Regions from separate parts of the Manis pentadactyla genome. Here region 1 is linked to region 2. Evidence: chromatin contacts called from public Hi-C data. All regions are on one chromosome and are shown on one strand. Each heading gives the region's core, a stretch centred on a gene start, on an enhancer-like site or on the middle of the called end of the contact. The rest is flanking DNA. Distances are from core to core; before and after follow the strand shown. Region 1 holds the start of GSG1 (germ cell associated 1). Region 2 holds the start of APOLD1 (apolipoprotein L domain containing 1).

Region 1 (4,003 bases), core at 1,464-3,963, 240 kb after region 2:
TAAATCATTTTGCAGAGTACCTAATGACCTAATATAAAATTTCACATTATTTCCACTTAAAGACACTTGTACTGCCTCTCCTAAGTGTCCATTCTTCATACGGTCTTCTTTCCCCACTCAGGACAGTGACTCATGCCTTCCGGCTGGTGCCTCAAAGGCCCGGAGGACACCCACCCTCCTCTTCAACTTCAGAAGTGCTCGCCTGACGAGATGGAGGAAACAGTGGCCAAGGTGGTCAGTGTGAGGCCGAAGCCTGTGTTCCCAGTGAACAGGAGGAGGTCCGTGAGTAGCAGGAGGAAACTGATGAATTCAAGTCCAATGTACGCGAACGGGGCTCCCAGCGATAACCACAGGGTCTCTGTCAGAAACCGGAGGAAGAGCCCTCACATGAACAGCCAAAGAACCCAACAAACCCGAAGGAGGAGGTCAGAGGTGAACAGCCTCATGACATGAGAGAAATGGGGAAGGACACAAAGCTGAGCCCAGCCAGGAGCATCCCTTAACTGGGGGTTCTCTGTTATCACCCCCCACAGCTCTCTCTGCTCAGTACCCACCGTGTTATCAAGTAAACGTGATTGACTGTAAATACCGTTCAGGAGACTGGAGAAGAAATCACCCACTTTTCGTGAAGCCTTGCAGGGACATAACTTTGCTATTTATTCTTTTGCTTCTCTTGTTCCTTCTCTCATTTTGGAACAAGCAGTTTTGTTTCTTTTCCTTACCCCTCTCTCCTTCAGTCCCTTCTATTTTACAAAACAAATTATTGGGGGGAGGTGGGGGAAGGAAAACCTGAGATTTTCAACATGGTTACTTGGCAACAAGAGTGGCTTAGAGCTGTTGGTGGTTTTTGGTCTGTGAATTTTCTTTGTCCCTGCTGTTCCTTTTTTTTTGGCATTTCTGTATAGGAATGAGAGCTCGGGAGGGAATGTGTGTCACCCCGTGGGGCTCAGAGGAAAAGCAGATCACAGAACTGTTTAGATTCGAGGCCCGAGTCAGTGGTGACCAAATGTGTTATCAAACCCACCTACTTGCCACAAGCCCCGAGGGAGGGTGTGGGAGGAGAGCCTTCTCCCTCAACCGCTTCTCTCCACGTCGGAGAATGGGGTGACGTGGGCCTTGCACCGTGGCAAATCCCAGCAGTCCTTTCTCATCTCTCTCGGTTGGTGGTTTGAGTTCAATGGAACTTCGGCACCTTGCTGCTGGAACACAGGTAAGGTGTGACTGCATGGACGGCTTCCTCAGAAAGGCTGCAAACTTCGCCCATCCCCATCCCCAAACACCGCGCCTGCCCAGCATGCAGAAGGCAGGTAATAGATCTCTCGCTGAAAGCAGTAAACAGTGCGTGGAGGAATGAGCCGCAGAGGCATGAGTCATCCAAGATTAATTTCTCTCTCAACTCCTGATCGTGAAGATGTTCCCCTGGGCGTGCCCACACAGGGAAACGGTCCAGCTTCCCGCGTTAGGAAGAGAATGATCCTAGTGTCAGGCAATGCCTATTGCTGGTGCTCTACCACTGGTCTGAATGGCTCCAACTTGTTTCTAAGACTGGGTTTGGACCTGTGCTAAGTAGCACAATAATAAATATCAGGACAAATACACACACATTTATATTCCTATTACATCTCCTTTTCCCCTTAGCCCAAATCGGAAGAAGTAGCAATCACAAATTGTACATGATTCTGGGCTTTAGAAAAACTTCACCACCAGATGACCTTTGAGTGCTTTGGGCAGGAAGGAGGGGTGTCCTCAGTGCACCTGCTCCTAAGCTGAGGACTGCAAATTACCTACTGTGTGTGACCCAGGACCCACTTTGCCACATGTGCGGAGAGGATGACCAGAGAGGGTCTGTCTTCAGCTCTTTAAGGACGTCCTTACCTGATCTAGTTACCCTCTTTGGGCTTCTGTTCCCCTACCTTTTAAAGTGCAACAATAGTATTTGGAATAAGAAAACGCTTTTCGAGGGGAGGAAGGGGTTTAAAGGTGATCTGCTCTGATCCTTTCATCTTGCAAACGAGAAAACCAAGGCCTGTAGAAATGAAGCTGTTCTATAAGGACACAGCTAGGCACAGCCAGGGCTTTTCCTATAATATTCATCTCTAATGCTAGCTCAATAAAGGGAAACTCTCAAAATGTTAAAAGTCTAAGAGAAACCCTATAAAGGTAATGCTAGTTTAAACCAGCACATCTGGAGAAGACAAGCCAGATGGACTTTTGATTTTTATCAGAAGGGAGTCCTATGGAGAAGAGACACAACACCGAGGGGAGTGATGCCGAGCCTGGGGGCGGGGCCCCCTGGGGTGTGGGGGAATGCCATATACTTCCCACGAGTTCTTGCCTGTGTAAGATCTCTTGGGGAGAAAAATTCAGGCAGCTGGGGTGAGGTGGCTACCTGGTTCTTCCATGATTTCCTCACAGGACAGCCACATGCCCCTCCAGAAGGTATGGGGGGAAAGGTGGCCATTCCTAGTCTCTCAGCTGCCATGTTGCACCACCTCCTGGGATGATGTGCTGGTGCTATCCCCATCCGAGGGCATCGGAATATCAAGGCACTTGGTTGCCAGGTCCTTCCCGCACAGGGGCTTGGGCACCTTCTGTGTGCCCAGAAGCCAGTGGTCTCTGAGCAGGGGTGCTGTGGGGAGGTTGAGTGACAGCACGCTGAGGATGGCAGACACAATTGTCCGTTGGTCAGAGAAGCCCTTCGGGTGCTCCATCTGTAACAAACAAAGAAGTGGAGGGCCTGATTTCAGAGCCTCCTTGGAGATCAGTCACCCCTCCTGGGGGCTCCCTAAGCTCCAGCCCACTCCTCCCTCATGATGGGCACTACCAGCTGCTCAGAGTTTTCTCCAAGGAATCGTGTGACTGGGAAAGGCACCACAGTGATGATGTTTATTCAAGCTGGGCCTTATTCAGATGCTCACTGAGGATGATCTGAGTAAGCATCAGAAAATGATCTCAGTCAGAATGTGATTGAGCCACTAGGCCAGTATGTATCAGGTAGAGAAAACAGAATTGTCAGCTCTCTAAATGCCCTGCTGGTAATTATTTTTGGTTTTGTCTTCACTGAGAGGGAGGAGCACCGAACTGTTGAGATATTTTTGTTGCAATGTGTTTTTGGTGTCCTCTCCTTGCCTTATAGACCAAGAGGCGGAAAGGGGGATATGTCCTAGCAACCAGTGTTAACTGGATCATGCCCTGGGGGGAGCAGACAGAGACTTCGGGGTCTCAAGGATTAAAGAAGTCAGTGGACCAACTGGGATGTGGGGCACTGAACCCCCAGAGAGGAGATGGGGCTCCAGGTGCTGAGAGAGGTGATGATCTGGCTCCGGCTTCCATTCACTGCCTCTGAAATGACAGAGTTGCAAACGGGAGGTAGCTGCGTGAGCACGAAGAGTCATGGCCACCGACCCACAGGGAGGTTGCCCTTAGCCAGCCGAGGAGCCCTGGGAATGCAGTGACATCTCCACAGCTCGGTGCCAAGCAGAGCCTGAAGCCCAGTGGGGACTCAGCGAGTGGCAGCAGAAAGTTCTGTGTGGCTCGTGTGGCTCTGGCTGCAGGCCCTGACCTCGTCATTTCTAGCCCAAGAGTAGAGGTGGACCAGCTGAAAAATGACCACTGTTAGATGCTTTGACTTTGCTGAATGGCGGCTCGGGAGCCAGATTTAATTTGATTTAGAAAAATGAAGAAATCTGACAGGTCTAGCACCCTGGGTTATGGAGTAGTTTATATTGTTACATTAATAATACTGAATGGAAAAGCAGCCCACACTTAGATGCTGACAGACCCTTCTTAAAGTAACCCCCCTTGAGCTTCCCAGGAGACCTCTCATATCAGAATTAATCAGACCTAAATCTGCTTAGCTTAAAAGATGTAAATAAAACCATAGCTAAATGGGACGGGCTCATAAATCTGCCTCTTTCATCATCTCTAGCTTAACGTTTTCTACCTTTAACAGAACTTTGTCATAGAATTACAGCAGTTCTTCAGAATTTCCAGGGACTAAAAC
Region 2 (3,660 bases), core at 208-2,707:
TGAAAGTAAATAAATGCCGAGCTCAAAGTGTTGCATTCAAGTGTCCGTATTTGTAAATAATTTGAGGTATCATGCTGTCCATTCCCCTATACCTTCTATTTCTTCTGGTTCTGTGTTACGATTACTGATGCTCTGAAGGTGATGATCTCCCTGTACCCAGAAAAATTCCTCATCCACAAAGTGAAGATTTAATTGTGTTCCTCTAAGTCTAAAACACCTGAGAAAATGTCCAGGGAAGTTGAAGGAACATACGGGAGCTAATGAATTAAGGTTCAGTCCACATCCCATTTGGAGTGACTGTGTCTATGGGGACAGAGGAAGACATTTCCCACTTATCTCAAAGCATAGGTAGATAATAATGAAGGCATCTTAACTAAGGTTTTATTTATTCTTTGAGGATCTGTAACCTGAATATTTGGACATGGACCAGATTTAGAAAAACCAAGTTCATAAAGACCATGGCCATGAGTAGAAGCAAATGGCATTATGTTGATAAATGTGATAAATGTAGTTCTTAAGGTGGGGGCACTGAATTGTGTTCCAGAAAGATATGGCTGTGAAGAATTTCCTGATGAATCAGAGTTGAGATGATAATCATTTAGGTGGAAAACCAATTTGGCCTTCCTTATTTGAAGGTGAGGGTGTTAGATGAAGGATGATGTATTCGGGGCCCTGTGGTAGGAGGCTTCCAGGCTGAGCTCCAACCACCTATCGAATGCCCCAGAAAGCGTCCACAGATACTGTACTGTTGTTCCCTCCTTTATTATCCAGGTTATTAACCTGGGGATAGAATCCATTCATTTAACTATTGCGTGGGCTACAACTGCTACTTGAAAAGACAATCTTTGGAAGCCAAATCCCCATGGCCGTTGAAAGTGTATAATTAGCTCCTTGTGGAGCATGACCCCACTGATTTTTCTGGCGCGTTTGGCCTGCAATGTGCCCTTTCTGAGACCTCCACTATCTACACAGCTGGAGATGCCCCAAGCTGCACGCACCACTTCCTGTGGGTGTGGCCTCGCGTTCTTGAGGCTCCACCCTGAATGAGTCACGTTTCTACTGCTCACAGACTCACAGTGCTTTTAAAAATGCAGGAATGGACTATGAGTGGCTACATCAGACATAACAGTTTACTCCCTCCTTTTGCTTTTTAAAAAATGTCTTTGTAATGGTGGCCTCTTGAGAAACGCTATAATTGGTCAGTCCCGGATGCGTGGATTGTCCTCCCCTATAACGTCATTAGTTATTCTCAGGAGAGGAAAGGCAGGTTTGCCGCCTGGGAGAATGACAACACTTTTTCAAGTTGGGGAAGAGCCTGTGGTTCTTTTCCTGCGTTGGGGGAAAAGCGAACACACAATGTTCATTTCCTCAATACGGGATGTGCTGTGTGGCTGGCAGGTCATTTTCCATCATGTCACATCCTTCTGGATGAAGGCAGCAGGGGGCCAGGACAGGAAACGGCAAATTCTCAGAATGAGACAAGGCTTTCCCAGGGCAGTCATTGGTTCTCTGGATCTATAAAGCAGGTTCATCCAGAAACAGCCTCAGGTTTTTCTATCCTGGAGATAGCCAGAAGTGAATGGTAAGTGGGGAGCCTAGAGGGATAGTCTCAAAGTAGTCATTGGACTTCTAATACAGGGGTGATATCCTTACATTTTCAGTGACTTTTTCTCATTTTGCTAAGCGGTGTTGGAAATTTATCACTGGTGGGTCAATTCTGGAGGCACGCAAGTAAAATTAAGACCTAGGAGTTGGGAGACCAAGATTCTAGACTGGGGTCTGTGAATCAGCTGCATCTAGAATGTGACTGTCAATGTCCTGATCTTAAAGATGAGAATAATGATTTCTGCCCTGATATCTCACAGTACTGAAATGCTCTATTTCTATGGCTTTTTTTTTTACACTTTAAAGAGGTTCCTAAAGATGAGGAGTATAGTGGATACTGTACTGAAGGCGGGAATATTTGGCAATCAGGATGTGCTTTTACTCCAGGATGTTCTTTCTTCCTTAGTCGTTTTTGGTGGCTTCCATTCAGCTTGGTAAAGGCAGCCCTCAGTGAGTTGTTAAACAAAATTTTGGCCACTTAATTTTATTCAACTGCTAGTCATTTTTTAAGGAAGCTTTCATTTAGAGAGTTATAGTGGTATTAATGTAATTTAGTTTTATTAAGCACCCATCAGAAAGTGAGATTTCTGAAGACCCCAAGTGACTCTAGTTGGGATAAATAGCACAGACAACATTTCAGGCCTGATTCTAAGGTAAGAGCCTGGAAGAATAACAAGATTCGCTTCAGGCAAGTACCTTAGTTACCTACATTCCATAGACAGTATGATTTTTGTTTTTGGTGACTTGTCTTTTCATTCGTCAGAGAGAAAACAAAACTATTGCAAACTCTTACGATCCAAGTCTTCACGTATGGAAAGGGCTTTGTAAGTTGGGCCCATCTACCACTTGATAAAAGTGTTACATTTCAGAGCAGAGGCCCCAATGTCGCATTAGACTTCTAATGCCACCCCTCCCTCCTCGCTGAGTTTACATCTTATTTAACAGTTAATTAAGTCCATCCTTCGCGTTCCCTGGGAGAAAAGCGGACGATGGCGTCACACCCATCGGCAGAGGCAGATTGAGGTCCTGAGAACTGCTGGGACTTGTCCCAGAGGACAGAACTGGTCTCGGAGAACTTGACACACAACTCCCTGCACAGTGACCCGTTTCCCCTAGCGAGGCGGGAGCTGTTTCGTTTAACGTCTGCGTACGCGGGCGGCGGCGCGAGCAGCGGGCGGGCTCCGGGACTCCGCTAACGCGTGTGCGTGTCCCCGCAGGGCATGGAGCGGCGGGCAGCCGGGGAGCTGCGCGGCGTTGACGCGCTGCGGCGCCTCCAGGGGCTGCTGCTGGACCGCCGCGGGCGACTGCACGGCGAGCTGCTGCGCCTGCGCGAAGTGGCCCGGCGCCTCGAGCGCCTCCGCCGGCGCTCCCTGGCGGCCAACGTAGCGGGCAGCTCGCTGAGCGCCGCGGGCGCCGTGGCCGCCATCGTGGGGCTCTCCCTCAGCCCCGTCACCCTGGGGGTCTCGCTTGTGGCATCGGCCGTGGGGCTCGGGGTGGCCACCGCCGGAGGGGCCGTCACCATCACGTCCGACCTCTCTCTGATCTTCTGCAATTCCCGGGAGCTGCGGAGGGTGCAGGAGATCGCGGCCACCTGCCAGGACCAGATGCGCGAGATCCTGGGCTGCCTCGAGTTCTTCTGCCGCTCTCAAGGCCGCGGGGACCGCCAGCTGCTGCAGTGCGGGAGGAACGCCTCCATCGCCCTGTACAACTCTGTCTACTTCATCGTCTTCTTCGGCTCACGTGGCTTCCTCATCCCCAGGCGGGCCGAGGGGGCCACCAAGGCTAGCCAGGCCGTGCTGAAGGCCAAGATTCAGAAACTGGCAGAGAGCCTGGAGTCCTGCACGGGGGCTCTGGACGAACTCAGTGAGCAGCTGGAGTCCAGAGTCCAGCTCTGCACGAAGAGCAGGCGTGGCCACGACCTCAAGGTCTCAGCTGAGCAGCCGACAGGGCTGTTTTTCTGAGAACATCCTTTCCCCCTAATGACCACGGCCAGAAGCCATCCCCATGGGATGCTCCAGATTTGTAACTCCCCCAGGAAAACACCCAGTTGGGTCA

What was found. A called contact is a pair of places that touch in the nucleus more often than the background predicts.
Region 1: a Hi-C map of fibroblasts shows a contact between it and region 2, with 7 times the contacts expected there. The contact joins the promoter of GSG1 here to the promoter of APOLD1 in region 2. A contact is called at or near these places in 2 of 3 Hi-C or Micro-C datasets (fibroblasts and skin fibroblasts).

The regions. Positions count from the first base shown.
Region 1 is chr14:70,607,671-70,611,673 of mManPen7.hap1, forward strand. GSG1 (germ cell associated 1) reads right to left here and starts at 2,714. Exons shown (of 8, transcript XM_057491669.1): 1 at 2,387-2,714; 2 at 1,154-1,196; 3 at 203-360. The coding sequence starts at 2,711.
Region 2 is chr14:70,373,542-70,377,201 of mManPen7.hap1, forward strand. APOLD1 (apolipoprotein L domain containing 1) reads left to right here and starts at 1,458. Exons shown (of 2, transcript XM_036909500.2): 1 at 1,458-1,582; 2 at 2,823-3,660. The coding sequence starts at 1,580. The coding sequence ends at 3,566.